Linked DNA regions of Mus musculus: region 2 is linked to region 1. A link is a contact called in public Hi-C data. All regions are on one chromosome and are shown on one strand. The core of a region is the stretch at or near the end of the contact, and the rest is flanking DNA. Distances in the headings are between cores, read along the strand shown. Region 1 overlaps Wdfy4 (WD repeat and FYVE domain containing 4). Region 2 has its middle 4.2 kb from the start of Gm25498.

Region 1 (7,849 bases), core at 2,890-5,389:
ATTCTGGGAACTAGTAGATAATACCACTAGTTCTCCGGTCCCTTTAACCCATATCCTTTGTTTGAAGGCGTTAGTTCTAAGTCCCGGCTACTGAAACCCAGCCAACCTTGGTGACTGCAGGATCTCCAGGAGATGAGAAAAGAGCGTGAGCTCCAGGTTGTCTGCAGTGTTTGTCCAGAGCTGGAAGACAGAACAAACATGGGTTAAGGCCAAGCCATGTGTGTCACGGGGTCCACTAAGTCTAAGACTAGCACCTGACACTTAGCAGACAAAGGGAGCATCTCTAAAGAGAATCTCAAACATCTCTCGCAGGGCTGTGCACAAGCTGGAGCATTTGCAATGTGCCCTCTATTTGCCAAGGCCTTCACCATTTGAACTTTGTAATCATATCCCAGAACTCCTGGTCCCTATGTCTGCCTCTCTGCAGCATTGACAGGAGATGACAAACTGTCCTTTTGGCCCTTCTGGAGTTAACAAGGGCCTGGATCTTGGACATCATTGAATCTCCAGGACATGGTCAATACCTGGGTGCTGTAGGCATCCAGTAAATGCTGCCCAGTAAATGGAATGGGTTGGTACATCCAGAGATCTGTTGATCCTTCCATTTGGCCAGTATCCCCATCTCTCCCTCTCAGGTCATTCTTTAAAAGAACACTGGGAACAGCAAACACCGTCCAAAGGGACTGGGATATTATCTTTAATTCTTATACATAGATGGTTCTTCACAGGGTCAGGATCCTGTCCAAGACTCTCTCTCTCTCTCTCTCTCTCTGTGTGTGTGTGTGTGTGTGTGTGTGTATGTGTGTAGTATATGTGTATGTGTGTGGTGTGTGTGCATATATATATATATATATATATATATATATATATACTGACATTATACACACACACACACATACACACACACACACACACATAAATATATATGAGTCTTTAACCCGTATGACAGCTTGCAAAGAAGAAATAATGTAAGTTTCATAAACAAGTGTAATGGATCAAGGCATAGCGACACCTGCTTGGAAGCTCAGCACTAAACGGGCTGAGTCAGGATCCTCTTAGAGCATGAGTTCAAAGCCAGCCTGGGTTATATACCAAGACTATCTCAAAAGAATAAGGAGGATCAGAGTGATCAAGACACACCCTAAGGTGATACACATCAGAGACAGCAGGGCTGAACTGTAAACCCAGGTTTCTGTGCTCCAAAGCTATTGTGATTCTCCCACCCCACCCCCCATCCCGGTCTTAATCAGACTAAGAAGGAAGGTGAAACACCAGTATTATTGTGTTTTACTCTCTTACACACATATTCCCGAAGGCCTAGGGGCCAGTCTCTGCTTTACCTCAAAATTGCAGAGCACATGCTGGAAGATACACATGTTAGTGACAGCAGACGGCCTGAAACCCAGCTCCGCTGTGCCAGCCACTGAGAGGATCAACTGGAAAATGCGGTGGTTTAGAAAGGATGTCTTCTTCCGCAGGAGAAAGGCTAAGATCTGGAAAGGTGACATGCACAGTGGGATTCTTTCTCCTGTACTGTTAGTTCCTACAGGGCCCCTGCTCTCAGACCACAACCCCTGTTCTCAGACCACATCCCTTGCTTTCAGACCACACTCCCTGCTCTCAGACCACACCCCCTACCCTCAGACCACACCCCTTGCTCTCAGACCACACCCCATGTTCTCAGACCACCCCCACTGCCCTCAGACCACACCCCCTACTCTCTGGGACTGCCATCCTTCATTCTATGTTCTCACAAGCGACACCCACACCAGTATCTGTGCCCCTTCGTTTTCTGTGCCTGTTTTACTGGGCTTACGAGATGTTACCTCGCGCCTCGTGTCTCTGTGCTTTCCTCGTCTCTTACTGGGTCTATATATCCATTACTGCAGCCTCTCCTCAGTGCTGCAGCACTGTCAGGAAGCCACCACAGGCCCACACCCAGATCACACAGCCTCAGGTCAGGCTGTGTCATTCTATCCTGCCCTAAGGTGAGCACGGGCAGCATCCACTCTAGGATGGAGACGCTGGGACCAAGACTCTTGTTTCTGAAAATACATCTCAGAACTGAGAAAGATGCTTCCCAGAAAGCTTTGCGCCCTCCTGATCTTAGAGATATAAAAACCCAGGCTACCCAGCCCCCTGCTGACATCTGAGCTGCCACCCATCCCTTTGGGACTCAGATCACGGTGTACACAATCCAATTTCCTATTTCTGATTCTGACAAAGTCTACTTTCTGTCCCTGTTCTCCCAAGACACTCCTGTTGGTCTTCCAACATGCCCTCTGAAAGAGATGCTTGTGATCAGCAAATGTGCGACATCTTTTCACCCCATTCTGCTCACTTTTTTTTTGACACATCTGCAATCTGACCTCCTTCTTCCCCCAACTAAGACCTAAGAGCTGGCTCTTCTTCCTGTGGTTCCTCTCAAAGCCATGGCCCTACCAGGCAGGAAGTTACTGGAGGGCAAGATCTGATCTCATCTATTGCAGATAGCCGTGGCAAGGCTGTAAGCACATTTGCAGCAACTTTTGTGAATGGACGCTCTTCTAAGTCCCCTGCATACACACAATTCACACAATCATCCCTATCTGCATGTCGGCTAGTCATCCTGTCCTGTACACGAGAGAACTGTCACAAGGAGGTTAAGAACTCAAAGCAGCTAATGTTAACTGAGCACTGGCTCCTAGTCAGGCTTAGAATCTGAGCCCCATCAATTGTATGAAGTCTTTCCATCCTCATTATAAGCCAAGAGACAAGAGGGATGAAAGCCCAGCTCTTCAGGTGCGGAGACTGAGCAGATGTAAATAATTCTTTCAAAGGTTGAATAACAAGGTAGAAGATGAGGCAGGATTTCAAACCAGTCTGGGTCTATAATACAGACTCTCATCCCCTGTGAGGGAGGCAGAATGGGTCAATCCTAAATGATTCTGGAATCATCAAGGAGAACGCTACAGCAGCAGACTGATAAGCAATCTGGTCTAGACAGAGCTCCTTGTGCTGACTGTCACCAGGCCCTCCTCTGCGATGAACTGTAGGCAGCAGCATGTCTGTCAATGAATCACTCAACAGTCTCCATCTGGGGTGATCAAGGTCATGGGGAATGCAAGGCTTGCTGGGACACTCTTTCCCAGAAGTCACTTCCGACCTACTGGGGCAAAAGAGGCAGGCATATCCTGGGGATGGCACCTCTTTGGGAAGCTACAGGGTCAGCCAGGAGGGCAGGATTACCTGGTACCCACAGATGTGCTGCATCAGGTAATCACACATGGCATTGCTGGTCAGGACCGAGTGCAGGACCTTCATAGCTGCATACATGGTGTGGTCATCTGTTGCCAGGGAGATGAGGCCTAGGAGGATGGCAGGTCCTCCAATGTAGTCCAGGCTGCTGGCAGCAGGGCTGGAATGGAACACCCTTACCCCTGAGGGAGCCAAAGAAGACATGTCATCAGTATGTCCCAGCAGTACTGTGATACAGCACTCCTGGCAGTTGCCTGTATCTATGCCCATGTACAGCCAGAGAAGTCTCATGCAACAGGATAGGCTGGAAAGAGAGACTGGATCTCCAGAAGTCTTGGCAATAGGTCTGCTGCTTTCACTCAGACAATACAACCATGGGTCCTGCTCACAGGCCACACTGAGCTCATCAGCCAGAAGCAGTAATCTGACTGAGTTGTACTCTTTGGTCACTCTCAGGCTGGGCTTGTTCTCAGTCCGGCCCTTCTCACAAGACCTCCCCAGTACAATCCATCTTGTCTCCCACCCCCAGAGGGCTAGAATGCACAAGCCCTCCTCCCCAAAGCAAAGCAGAGTCTAGTGCTTGACCCACCTAACTGGCCCACAGCAACAGCCCCGAGAGTCCGCAGAGGCCCTGAGAGGTGCCCGGCACAGTTTCTCAGCAAGAACACAGGTGTGGCATTGTCACGGGAGGAAATATTCATCTAGAGGAAATGACAGCAATTAGTGCTACAAAATCCCTGGGAAAGAAGGGTGCTGTTCAGGAGCCCCTAGAGGATAGACATCCAGAGGCCCAAGGCTGGGGGCATTCTACATGTGACAATTAGTGGATGAGACAGCATTGTGGGCAGAAGCTAATGTGTAGGATCACTGTTCCACTTCCTCACTGTGGCCCAATTGCCTGGGAGTCAGCTGTAAACACACAATCGCATTCCACTCCTGCTCCCCAAGAGGAAGCCATGGGGTAGGAGGAGCCCAGTGACAGCAACCGAGAAACACTAGTGCCAGATCTTCTCTGTCCAAGCTCTGAGAGACCCAGCTTCCACTACTTATTCCAGAGACCCAGGAGGAAAGGAAGTCTGCCTTCCTTTATCAAGACACAACGTTGGTGCATGTCAGGGCCTCAATGCTGACCCCTGGGCCTCTCTGCTCATGAAAATGAAGAGTTCTGCACTCAACCCAAAAGAGATATTTATGCAAGAATTAGGAAATGGTGAATCTCTTTGCACAAGCATTTGCTTGTTATTCTGTAAGGACACTTTAAAAACAAAGTTACAGCCACTCGGCCACTTTTCAGAGTTGGTTGAACAGTGGAGTCCAAAGCAAAGGTCAGTAGTGGAGTTTCCAAAATCAAAATGATATTGAAAAGTATTCAGAGCTCTTCACCAGGAAGAGGACACATATTCCTCTCTAAGCAACTTTAAAAGAAAAGCTTTGGTCCTGGTGTGGGAGCAGGCTGTGTCCAAGCAAATGAAGGGAGACGTGTGGTGTGCATGTATCTATCCATCCACAAATGAGCAAGCACAGGATAGTTCCTGGAGCCCTGGAAGCCGAAGAAAGGCACACGGTGATGTTTGCCTTGGGGAAGAATGGGGTGGGGGTTGGAGGAAACTGTACCTCCTTGGCGATCAAGCGGCTGTCCACCTCATTGTAGGTGTTTCTGATGTTCATTATGCTTGTGATAGAAGAGCTGGGTACATAAAGACCAAAGGAAACCCTTTCCTCCGCGATGAGGGGCGTGGCTTCGCCATCTGGGTCTTCTCCTACAACAGCATATTTTTAGTCAGTTCTAACCTCTCTAGACAGAGAAAGAAATTGACCCTACAACCATGAAATACCTGCTGCCACACAGCAACATGATCCCTGGAGGATGTCTTCCTGTCGCTACATTTTACATATTTGTGTGTGTGTGATACATTTTACCCCCACCAGTGCTTCTCTGATACTTAATATAAAAATGAGGGCAGGACCAGGTGTGGTAGTGCACACCTTTAATTCCAGTGCTTGGGAGGCAGAGGCAAATGGATCTCTGGGAGTTTGAGACCAGCCTGGTCTATACAGTGAGATTCTAAAAAGACAAAGATAAGCCAAAACAATAACAAATACACTTAAAGCATTCTCTCAAGATGGAATCTTCTAGAAAAGAAAGGAGTTTCAGGTGTGGACCAACCAGAGTAGAAACCTCTATCAAATCTATCAGTTCACTTCTAAGCTACTAAGTAACATTTTCTCAAGGAGGAAGTGAATGGGGCTGACAGACCTATGAGCTACAGAGTTAGTTACTGTGAGCTGCACTGCTACTGTGAACATCCCAGTTAGCATTAGCACTCTGGTCCCCAGAGGACTGGCAGCAAAGCTCTACTAGACCAACACTGTGCAACTACAGAGTGAGTGCACCGGACTCCAGACCTGACCAAGCTGCTCTGGTCAATGCCATTTGCTGCAGGAAATGAAGTTCGCACAGGACCTGGTCCTGGAAACTCAAGCACTCAGCAGCACTCAATCGCCCTTGGCCACACACAAGGCCTTCACTCCGATGCATTTGTCTTTCTTTCCAGATGGGAACTGACCCCCCTAGACCTGGCAGAGCTCAGAGAGCAAGCTCCTTGCTTGAACAGCCAACAATCAATAAAGAAAATGGGGCTGCTGTCTGCCTGTTTAATAATTGAAGACAACGGTATACTTTAGTTAAAAAGCGTCTTCATTAAAAGGAATGTAACTTATTTATCTCAATCCCCTCCCTTTCTTTGCTGATGGCATTGCTCACCGACCCTCCTCCATTAGGTGCTGTGGAGTCGAAATCTAAAGGATATTGTCATTTCCTCTTCTATGACAGTTTCTCTTGGGTTGTAAATATATAATGATCCAATTACAAAGGCCTTCCCTCATGATTGACCTGTGCTGAGTTTATTCCTTATAAATATGCTATAAATAACTGGGTGCCCACTTAAAAACTAATACTGGCAGAATCATTATAAATCAAAGCATGCCATACCTTGAAGGTGCACAGCTTGAAAGTTACCACAGTACCTCGGGCCGAGTTTGATAATAAGTGCTAGAGTATCCGCTGATATGTCTTCTTCAAAGAGGTATGCAGGCCCGAGACGCCAGGTTAGCGATGATTTCTGTTTCCAAACTCTGGGGGTCCCAATATAGCCATAAACATCCACAAATGATGAGGGATCCATTGAAAAAAAAGACCCCGGTAAGGCCTGAATATACAACATCTGTTCAAACAGGACAGAGGGAGGGAGAGGCACTTAGCCCCAGAACTGATGGAAGTAATAGTTAGTGATACAGCGTCATGAGCCATGTCACTCTCACTAAAATCAATTTTATCTAAAACGTTGTAAAGATACACACGCATAAACATACACAAGCATGCATGTGCACACACACGCACACACACAGATAACAAGAAAAATGGGCAAACGATTAATTAGCAGATCCTATGAAGGCAACAGCTCAGCTCTGACATTGACCTTGGCTGAACCAATGGCTTGCCCATCCAGGTACGTGGTAACACTGCAATTCCTCTTCATTTCTTTGCTGACCACCACAGCCAGGTGATACCACTGACCACATGTCAGCAGCTGGCTGCACCTGACCTGGAGCTGGCGGCCTGCAGAGGGCTCTGCCTCATCCTCAGGCTCCATGGCATCTGCAGAAGAGAACAAACACTGAATGTCACATGATGCGTCGTATAACACAGACCCAAAGGCACTAGAGATGGAAAGATTCCTGGTCAGCCCATGTGGACTTTACATCCTGTGGAGCTATAGACCAGACACTTACTTTCACTTAAAAAAAAACAAAAAAAAACAAAAAAAAAAAACTGTCCCCATCACTTGCTGAGCTTGGACTTTGTATCAGACACTAGTCAAGCACAGCTACAAGCAATACTTCATTTAACAAGCCCACTGTCCTGCAAGATAAGGTGCTGCCATTGCTCCCACTTATTACTCCCAGGCAGAGAGCTTAATCCAACGACCCAAGGTCAGCTCCAGCAGGCTTCAGCCAAGCACTGTCCACTGAGTACCAGGGTGACAGTCTGTGTCAGGTTACCTGAGAAGGAGGACTCAAGCAGCCTGGCTGTGTGCCAAGAATGTGGCCATTCTCAGGGCCTTCCATATGCTTAGCTGCGAGGCAGTGACTCTTAGCCTTGGCCTAGGAGTGATGGCTGAGATCTAGGCTTAGTCATGAGGCAAGTGAGCTTGAGAGTATGCTGTTTTTTTTAATTTTTAATATTTAATATTTTTATTACGTATTTTCCTCAATTACATTTCCAATGCTATCCCAAAAGTCCCCCATACCCTCCCCCCCACTTCCCTACCCACCCATTCCCATTTTTTTGGCCCTGGCGTTCCCCTGTACTGGGGTATATAAAGTTTGTGTGTCCAATGGGCCTCTCTTTCCAGTGATGGCTGACTAGGCCATCTTTTGATACATATGCAGCTAGAGTCAAGAGCTCCGGGGTACTAGTTAGCTCATAATGTTGTTCCACCTATAGGGTTGCAGATCCTTTTAGCTCCTTGGTTACTTTCTCTAGCTCCTCCATTGGCGGCCCTGTGATCCATCCAATAGCTGACTGTGAGCATATGCTGAAGTTTTAAGG
Region 2 (7,849 bases), core at 2,077-4,576, 100 kb after region 1:
TCACCACCTGACCCCCCCTGCTCCCATCCCCCACCACCCACAAAATCTATTCTACTTCCCCTTCCCAGGGAGATCCACACGCTTTCCCCGCTTGAGCCACCCTTGTTACTTAGCTTCTCTGAGTCTGTGGATTGTAGCACGATTTTCTTTACTTTACAGCTACTATCCACTTATGAGTGAGTACATACCTTGTTTGTTTTCTAGGTCTGGGTTACTTCACTCAGGATGTTTTTTCTACTTACCTCCTGCAAATGTCATGCCGTTATTTTTACAGCTCACTAGTACTCCATTGTGTGAAGCACCACAATTTCCTTATCCGTTATCTTTTTTATCCACATTATTCACCAGCTGAGGGACAACTAGGTTGTTTGCAGTTTCTGGCTACTACGAATAAAACTGCTATGAACATAGTTGAGCCAGTGTCCTTGTGTTATGATGGAGCGTCCTTTTGGGTATATGCCCAAGACTGGTATAGCTGGATCTTGAGGTAGATCTAGTTCCAATTTCTGCAAACCACCATATTGAGTTCCCAAGGGTTGTACAAGTTTGCCCTCTCAGCAATAATAGAGGAGTGCTCCCCTTGCTCCACATCCTCACAAGCATGAGCTTAGGTTTTTGATCTTAGCCATTCTGACAGGTATAGGATGAAGTAGCTGAAACATTTTGATTTGTATTTCCCTGGTGGCCATTTGACACTCCTGGTGAGAATTCTCTGTTTAAATCTGTACCTTATTTTTTAATTGGATTATTTGATTTGTTGATGACTTGAGTTCTTTATGTATTTTGCATATTAGCCCACTGATGTGGAGCTGGTTAGAATCTTTTCCCATTCTGGAGGCTGCCGTTTTGTCCTATTAATGGTGTCCTTTGCTCACAGAAGCTTTTCAGTTTCATGAAGTTCTATGAATTAATTGTTGATCTTGTGCCTGCACTATTAGTGTTCTGTGCAGAGTTGTCTCCTGAGTCAGTGTTTAAGACTATTCTGCGCTTTCTCGTCTATCGGTTTAGTAAATCTGGTTTTATGCTAATGTCTTTGATCCACTTGGACTTGAGTTTTCTTCAGGGTGATAAATATGAATCTATTTGCATTCTTCTACATAAAGACATCCAGTTAGACCAGCCATATTTCTTGAAGATACTTCCTGTTTTTCCATTGTGTGGTTTTGGCTACTTTGTCAAAAATCAGGTGTCTGTAGGTGTCTGTAGGTGTCTGTAGGTCTGTAGGTCTGTAGGTCTATAGGTTTATTTCTAGCCCTTCAGTTTGATTCCATTGATCAACCTGTTTGTTTCTGTACCAATACTATGCAGGTTTTATCACAATTGTTCTATGGTGAAGTTTGAAATCAGAGATGGTGAAACCTCCAGGAGTTCTTTTATTGGACAGGATTGTTGTAGCTATCCTGGGTTTTTTAGGTTTTACATATGAAGTTCAGAATTGTTCTTTCAAGGTCTGTAAAGAATTGTGCTGGAATTTTGATGGAAATTGCATTGAATTTGTAGATTGCTTTTGGTAAGATGGCCATTTCCACTATGTTTATCCTACCTATCCATGAGCATGGGAGATCTTTCCATCTTCTGATTTTTTTTTCAATTTCTTTCTTCAGGAACTTGAAGTTCTTGTCATATAGATATTTCACTTGCTTGGTTAGAGTTACACCAAGGTATTTTATATTATTTGTGGCTATTATGAAGGGTGTTGTTTCCCTGATTTCTTTCTCAGCCTGTTTATTGTTTGTATTAGAAAGGGATACTGATTTTTTTTGTTGTTGTTGTTACTCGAGTATCCAGCCATTTTGCTGAAGGTATTATCAGCTATAAGAATTTCCTGGTAGAAATTTTTAGGTCACTTATGTATACTATCATATCATCTTTGAATAGCAATACTTTGATTTCTCCCTTTCCAGTTTATATCTCCTTGGCCTCCTTCAATTGTTTTATTGCTCTGGCCAGCACTTTAAGTACTGTGTTGAATAGATATGGAGAGAGTCTGCAGTCTTGTCTTGTTCCTGATTTTAGTGGAATTGCTTTGAGTTTCCCTCCATTTAATTTGTTAGCTATAGGCTTGCTGTAAGTTATATTTATTGTGTTTAAGTATGTCCCTTGTATTTCTGATCACTCCAAGACTTTAATTATGAAAGGGTGTTGGACTTTATCAAAGGCTTTTTTAGCATCTGATGAGATGATCACATTTTTCCCTTTCAGTTTATGTATCTGGCAAACTACAATAACAGAATTTTGTGTGTTGAACCGTCCCTGCATCTCTCGGATGAAGCCTAGTTGATCACGGTGGATCATCTTTCTTATGTGTTCTTAGGTTTAGTTTGTGAGTGTTTTGTTGAGTATTTTTCTATCAATGTTCATGAGGGAAACTGTTCCATAATTCTCTCTGTTGAATATTTGTATGGTTTGGGTACCACTGTGACTGTGACCTCAAAAAATGATTTGGATAATGTCCCTTAATGTTGTTTTGTGGAATAACTTAACAAGTACTGGTATTAGGACACCTTTGAAAATCCAGTAGAATTCCGAGCTAAAACTGTCTGGATATGATTTGTTGTTGTTTTTGTTGTTGTTTTTGTTGTTGTTATTATGAAACATTTAATGATGATTTCTATTTCCTTGGAGATTATAGGTATATTTAAATTGTCTATCTGGTCTGAATTCCTAGTTACCTGGATATTTGAATTCTTGGTGTCTTAAATTTTTTAGATACAACATTTTCTTTGACAGATGTATCAATTTCTTCTATCATATCTTTTAAGCCCGACACACTGTCTTCTGTCTCTTGCATCCTGATGCTGATGCTTGCTTCTGTGGTCCCTGTTTGCTTGCCTGCATTTTCCATCTTCGGAATTCCCTCAGTTTGTGTTTTCTTTATCACTTCTATTTCCATTTTCAGGCCTTGAATGGTTTTATTCATTTCCCTCACCTGTTTACTTGTTTTTCTTGACTTTCTTTAAGAGATTTCTTCATATATTCCAACTGCTTGTTTGTGTTTTCCTGGATTTCTTTAAGATATTTATTCATTTCCTCTTTAAGGTTTTAAGGTCATTTCTTGTGCTTGAGCTGTGTTGGGATATTCATGGCTTGCTGGACTTTGGTGGTGCCATGTTGCCTCGGCTGCGGTTGATGGTGTTCTTACACTGGCATCTCGGCATCTGGGTCTAGGATGAGTACAGGTCTAGGTGCTGATTTCTGAGTTTGTCTTGTTGGATGGGTGTTTTGTTTCTTGGTTTCTGTTTCCTCTTTTGTCTTCTGGTCTCTGTGTTCTCTATTTCTGGTGGCCAGTATGACCTCTGGTTCAGCAGGGAATCTCAGTCAGAGTTGAGGGATGGACTTGTGGCAGAGTGTGGCCGTTAGTCATCATGTGTGCCTCTCTGTTCTGATTGTCATGGCCTGCACCCGAGCAGTGAGTGGATATCCTCCTGCCCATGTAAGGACGGAGGCACAAGGGGGTGGGGGTGGGGGTGGGGACAGGTCTCAGAGGGGTGGGTGGGTCTTTGGGATCCTAACTGATGGCATGAGAGGGTTCTAAGGGCAGGAGGTCCTCCTTCCTGTTCTTCTGGCTGACAGGAATAATTTTAAATGTAATAAGAATGGTGCCATGACAGCTCTTACTACATGTACACACTAGGTTGGGGTGGGTGTACTAGAGTGGATTCACTCGGTAGTATTCTGTTAAACTTTTTATTTAAAAGACTTATCATTGGCCACGGGCCACACCCAACCCTCGCTGGGAAAGCATGGCAGAAGTGAGCAAGCAGGTGATGGAGAGATGGAAAAGGAAGAGAAGCCAAGTGGTTTGTGCATTGTGAAGAGAGGCACAACTGGAGACTTGAAGGCAGTCGCTGCTTGTGCTCCTTGGGAAATGGTGAATGACACTGTTCACCAATAGAGCCAGTAACAAACCCAAGTGCCAGTGGGCCTGTGCTTTCTTTTTTTTGAGAAAACCCATCACTGTGTGAATGTCTGTGACTCCCAGAGCTACGTCCTAGCCCAGGAAGAAGAGCGGCCCCTGCAGAGTGGAGATTACAGCTGACTCAACATGCCCTGCTGTTTGCTTCCTGCCGTTGGCCTATCTGCTCAGGTCTCTAGCTGCTCATGGTGCTGTTCAACCACAGACTGGACGACTCGATGCTGAATTACAGTCTCTCTGGGCTGTGTTTAACCTTGGCGAGGGATTTATTTCCTTTGGACTCTTTGGGTTGAACTAACATTTAATCATCCTACCTTTTAAAAGAAAATGTCATTGCTGATGCAGTTCTGGTGGGCAGAAGACACCCAAAGCCCTCGGTGATGAGAAAGTGTGTGATGGAGAGATGGGAGGGAAAGAGAAGTGAAATGGTTTGTGCATTCTGAAGAGAGGCGAAACTAGAGACAAGAAAGTGGTGAGGAACATCCTGATGTGAATATCCCCCCCTGCCCCCCCCCTACCACCAGAGACCATGGTGATGCCCTGGCCTGTGCTGCAGCTCAGAGCCTTGGCCCTGCCTCTCACCTGGGCAGTGCGGGAGAGCTGGCCCTGAGGGTATGAGGGCAGGAGATGAAGTGGATGAGGTTTAGCTGGGGCAAACACGTGAAGGACCATTTAGCAGACTCAGACGCAGGTGAAAGACTAAGGCAGACTTGTGAAGGAACGTTTCACTGAAGCAGACACAGGGTGATCTGCTAAAGCAAGCATGTGAGAGGACACGTGCTAAAAGATTCTTTGCCAATGGCATGCATATGTTTGCCCACCTTACACTGAGCAGTTGCGCTACATTTGTCTGAACTCTAGAGGAGAGAAACTCACCAGAAAACTTCTGGTGGTATGCAGCAGTTTTTTTGCCGCTTCCGAGGACTTGGGCTGATTGGCAGAGTGATGTCAGACTCATGTGCTGACGCAAGACCCGTGAAGGACACGTGATGTTTGGAGAGAATATAAAAAGGACTCGACAGACGGTGACGGGAGCTGAGTTTGGCTTCCTTATAGAGCTAGCTATGCAACACTTGTGGGTCTGGAGGCTTTGCTTCATTGAGAGACACAGCCGAGAACTTCTGCTGACTCGTCCCGAGGTGGAGGCCTGGCTGTAGTGCTAGGTAGTGCCACCGCTGCTGATTCAGTGTTTGCTATCCCAACTCTACCAAACTAGACTGCTGGTATACGTATCCGTGGGGTGTTTGCAAGTGGATCGAGCTGCCGCTGCTGAACTGTGAACTAAACTGCAGATTTCCAGACAACACAGACTGGAGTTGCTCCAAAGAGCCTTCCTAAACAGGTCCACTTCCCCCAGTATCCTTTCTCTCCCACTGCCTCTGGTGGGTGGTGGGTTAAAAGGGAGGTTAAAGCGTTTAAGGACCATCACTGAAAAAAGGAGAGCTGGCCCTGGTGGCACAGGTGCAGGAGAGCTGGCAGGCAGACCAACTCAGCTTCCACGAAGATCCAGGGCTCTGAGTTGGCCCTCCCCAGCATCTACCCCATCCATGAGCTGCTGGAGTGTGTGAAGGGGCAGGTCTTGCAGATCCGAAGCTGGAGGATCTACGCAGGGCAACAACAGGATATCAAAGAGGAGTTCTGGTGAGGGCACATATGTATTGATGGTGTAGCAGAAGCCGGAGGCCTCAACCAGACCAATGACACATTGCAATGAACATTGGCAAGTAGAGCTATGTGGGTGAAAGGGTATACTATGTAACACACCGTAGCTTCTGTGGTGGTGAGATTCTGTTGTTGTTGTTGTTGTTGTTGTTGTTTATTGTGTCCTGTGAGGAGGAGGGTGCAAGGGCAGAGGGCAGATATGGAGGGACAAGGTGATTGGGTTGCATGATGTGAAATTCACAAAGAATCAATTAAAAATTTTAGAAAATACTTACAATTGCCAAACATGGCAGTAATTACATGTGTAACCTCACCACTCACGAGGCTGAGGCAGGAGAATCAGAAGTTCGAGGGTGTGTGTATGACTGTATGCATAAACGCTTGTGTGTCTGTGGTGTGGTGGTGTGTCAATTTTTTTGTGACATATGTAGACTTAAGCTTGTTTGTCTGAGTGACAATTGTGTGCAGGGCCCATAAGGGCAAGAAGAGGACACTGACTGTCCTTGAATTGGAATCCCTGGCAGTTGTCAGCCTCCTGATGTGGGCACTGGAACCCAAAAGCTTCCCAATAACAAGTGTTCCTAACCACTGGGCCGTCTCGCCAGCCTCAGACTGGAATGACTTCCTATGTCTAAGACAAGTGCAAACCTGGTCACACTCTGGCTCATTCTCTGCTCATTAAGAAGCTTCGGATCTCACGTTCACCCAGGGCCTCCTCACGCTATGCCAGTCAGCCTGAGCGTCAGACACAGAGCCCTCCAAAGCGTAGGTTACCCAACCTCCAACTCTGCCTGAGATGGGCACTACCCACATTGCCTCTGACACACAGTAAGACAGGACAACACTTCTCCAGTTCCGCTTCTCCCCACCGCCTCAGGATCATCCTTCCACGGCCTCTGTTTTAGAGTTTCTACTGCGAAGCACTGACAGAGGAGAGCGGAGGCCAAAGCTGCTGCCTGGACCAGAGAGGGAAAAGTGAAAAGCTGACTGCGCCCTAAGTGTGCACCCTCCATCACTAGCAGGGGCGGGAGCGGCGGGGGCCGCGGAGTGAGCCCAGGAAACACAAACACACCACACAAACACACACACGCGCGCGCGCGCGCACAGCCACACACACACACACACACACACACACACACACACACACACACACACACACACACCCTAACACCCTAAGTAGCATGCTGAGGGCGCCATCTTGTGTCCATAATTGCCAATTACAATCAATATTGTTTAGTATGTCAATTAGTTGCTTTTTCCCTTTCTTTATAACTTCCTTTTTTAGCCTACACATACTTTGTTAGATATTATTATGATGGTATTCAATAAAGTGTGTCTTTTGTGATTCTCCTTATCCCATCCCCCTCCCACTCCTCTGATACTGTCTCTTCATGCCCTGGGTCCTTTTGCCCCCTCCCATCCTTCATCACAAACATCGCTCCCTCCTGGTCTTCTTCAAGGCTTTTAGATTCCATCCAAATGTATACCTGTTACACATAAATACATCACAGACTAGGATTTTTTTTTCTTTCTGAGTTTTGGTTACCATATACTTTGCAGATCCATCCATTTCCTGAACATCTCATCTTTACAGTTTCCCTCACAGATGCACAGTGTTGTTTTTAGTTAGCAGGCAAGATCTGAGCTTCGCTATGATGTTTTTATGCAGTATAACATTGTAACTAACTCTATTAGCTATTCCACTTTCTTGCCCTGCTGAGCAGTCTCCTTACTATGAGATAGTAGAGTCAATACAGAGGAAGAAAGAGTAGAGCCAAATTACTTGTAGTTAATACACACTCTGCACATCAGAGGGAAAGCGACATATTTTGCCTTCCCCACCCCACTTCTCATCCCTTCTTTTACATTTGCATTATATGTCATGCATATATGTAAATTCCATGTCTATATAAAATATTCATATGCATATATATGCATAAGAGAGAAAGTATGCTATTTGTCTTTCTGAATCTGTCTTATTATTTATTATAATTTCCATATCTGCCCATTTTTCTGCAAAGGTTATGATCTTAGTTTGTGTGTGTGTGTGTGTGTGTGTGTGTGTGTGTGTGTGTGTGTGTGATTGTGGCAGTGGGGCATGTGTGAGCCATGACTACACGTGTGGAGGTCAGAGTTCAGCTCTTGGAAGTCCATTTTCCCCTTTTGCTTTGTTTTGCCTGCTGTGCTGGTAGCTCAGGCTGGCCTGCCATCTCCAGGCCATCTTTCTGGTTCCACCTCCCTTAGTGACTTAGGAAAGCTGAGATTACAGAG

The links. A called contact is a pair of places that touch in the nucleus more often than the background predicts.
Region 2: a contact with region 1 is called in a Hi-C map of bone marrow-derived macrophages, with 4 times the contacts expected there. The contact joins two enhancer-like sites. A contact is called at or near these places in 1 of 39 promoter capture datasets (macrophages), 2 of 15 datasets of contacts at CTCF or cohesin (large pre-B cells and pro-B cells), 4 of 484 Hi-C or Micro-C datasets (bone marrow-derived macrophages, embryonic stem cells, myeloid progenitors and 1 more) and 2 of 9 other capture datasets (adipose tissue and liver).

Annotation. Positions count from the first base shown.
Region 1 is chr14:33,097,677-33,105,525 of GRCm38.p6, forward strand. Wdfy4 (WD repeat and FYVE domain containing 4) reads right to left here. Exons shown (of 59, transcript NM_001146022.2): 18 at 6,717-6,895; 19 at 6,230-6,461; 20 at 4,852-4,997; 21 at 3,827-3,938; 22 at 3,229-3,419; 23 at 1,341-1,493; 24 at 107-180. Among named protein-coding and RNA genes, the nearest start is that of Wdfy4, 83 kb to the right of the region's middle. Within about 2 kb of position 4,140, at least 9 of the 459 cell types and tissues checked have an H3K27ac peak or open chromatin away from gene starts, as enhancers often do. A contact at or near this core is called in bone marrow-derived macrophages, where this site is marked.
Region 2 is chr14:33,199,020-33,206,868 of GRCm38.p6, forward strand. No RefSeq gene overlaps it. Among named protein-coding and RNA genes, the nearest start is that of Gm25498, 4.2 kb to the right of the region's middle. Within about 2 kb of position 3,327, at least 18 of the 459 cell types and tissues checked have an H3K27ac peak or open chromatin away from gene starts, as enhancers often do. A contact at or near this core is called in bone marrow-derived macrophages, where this site is marked.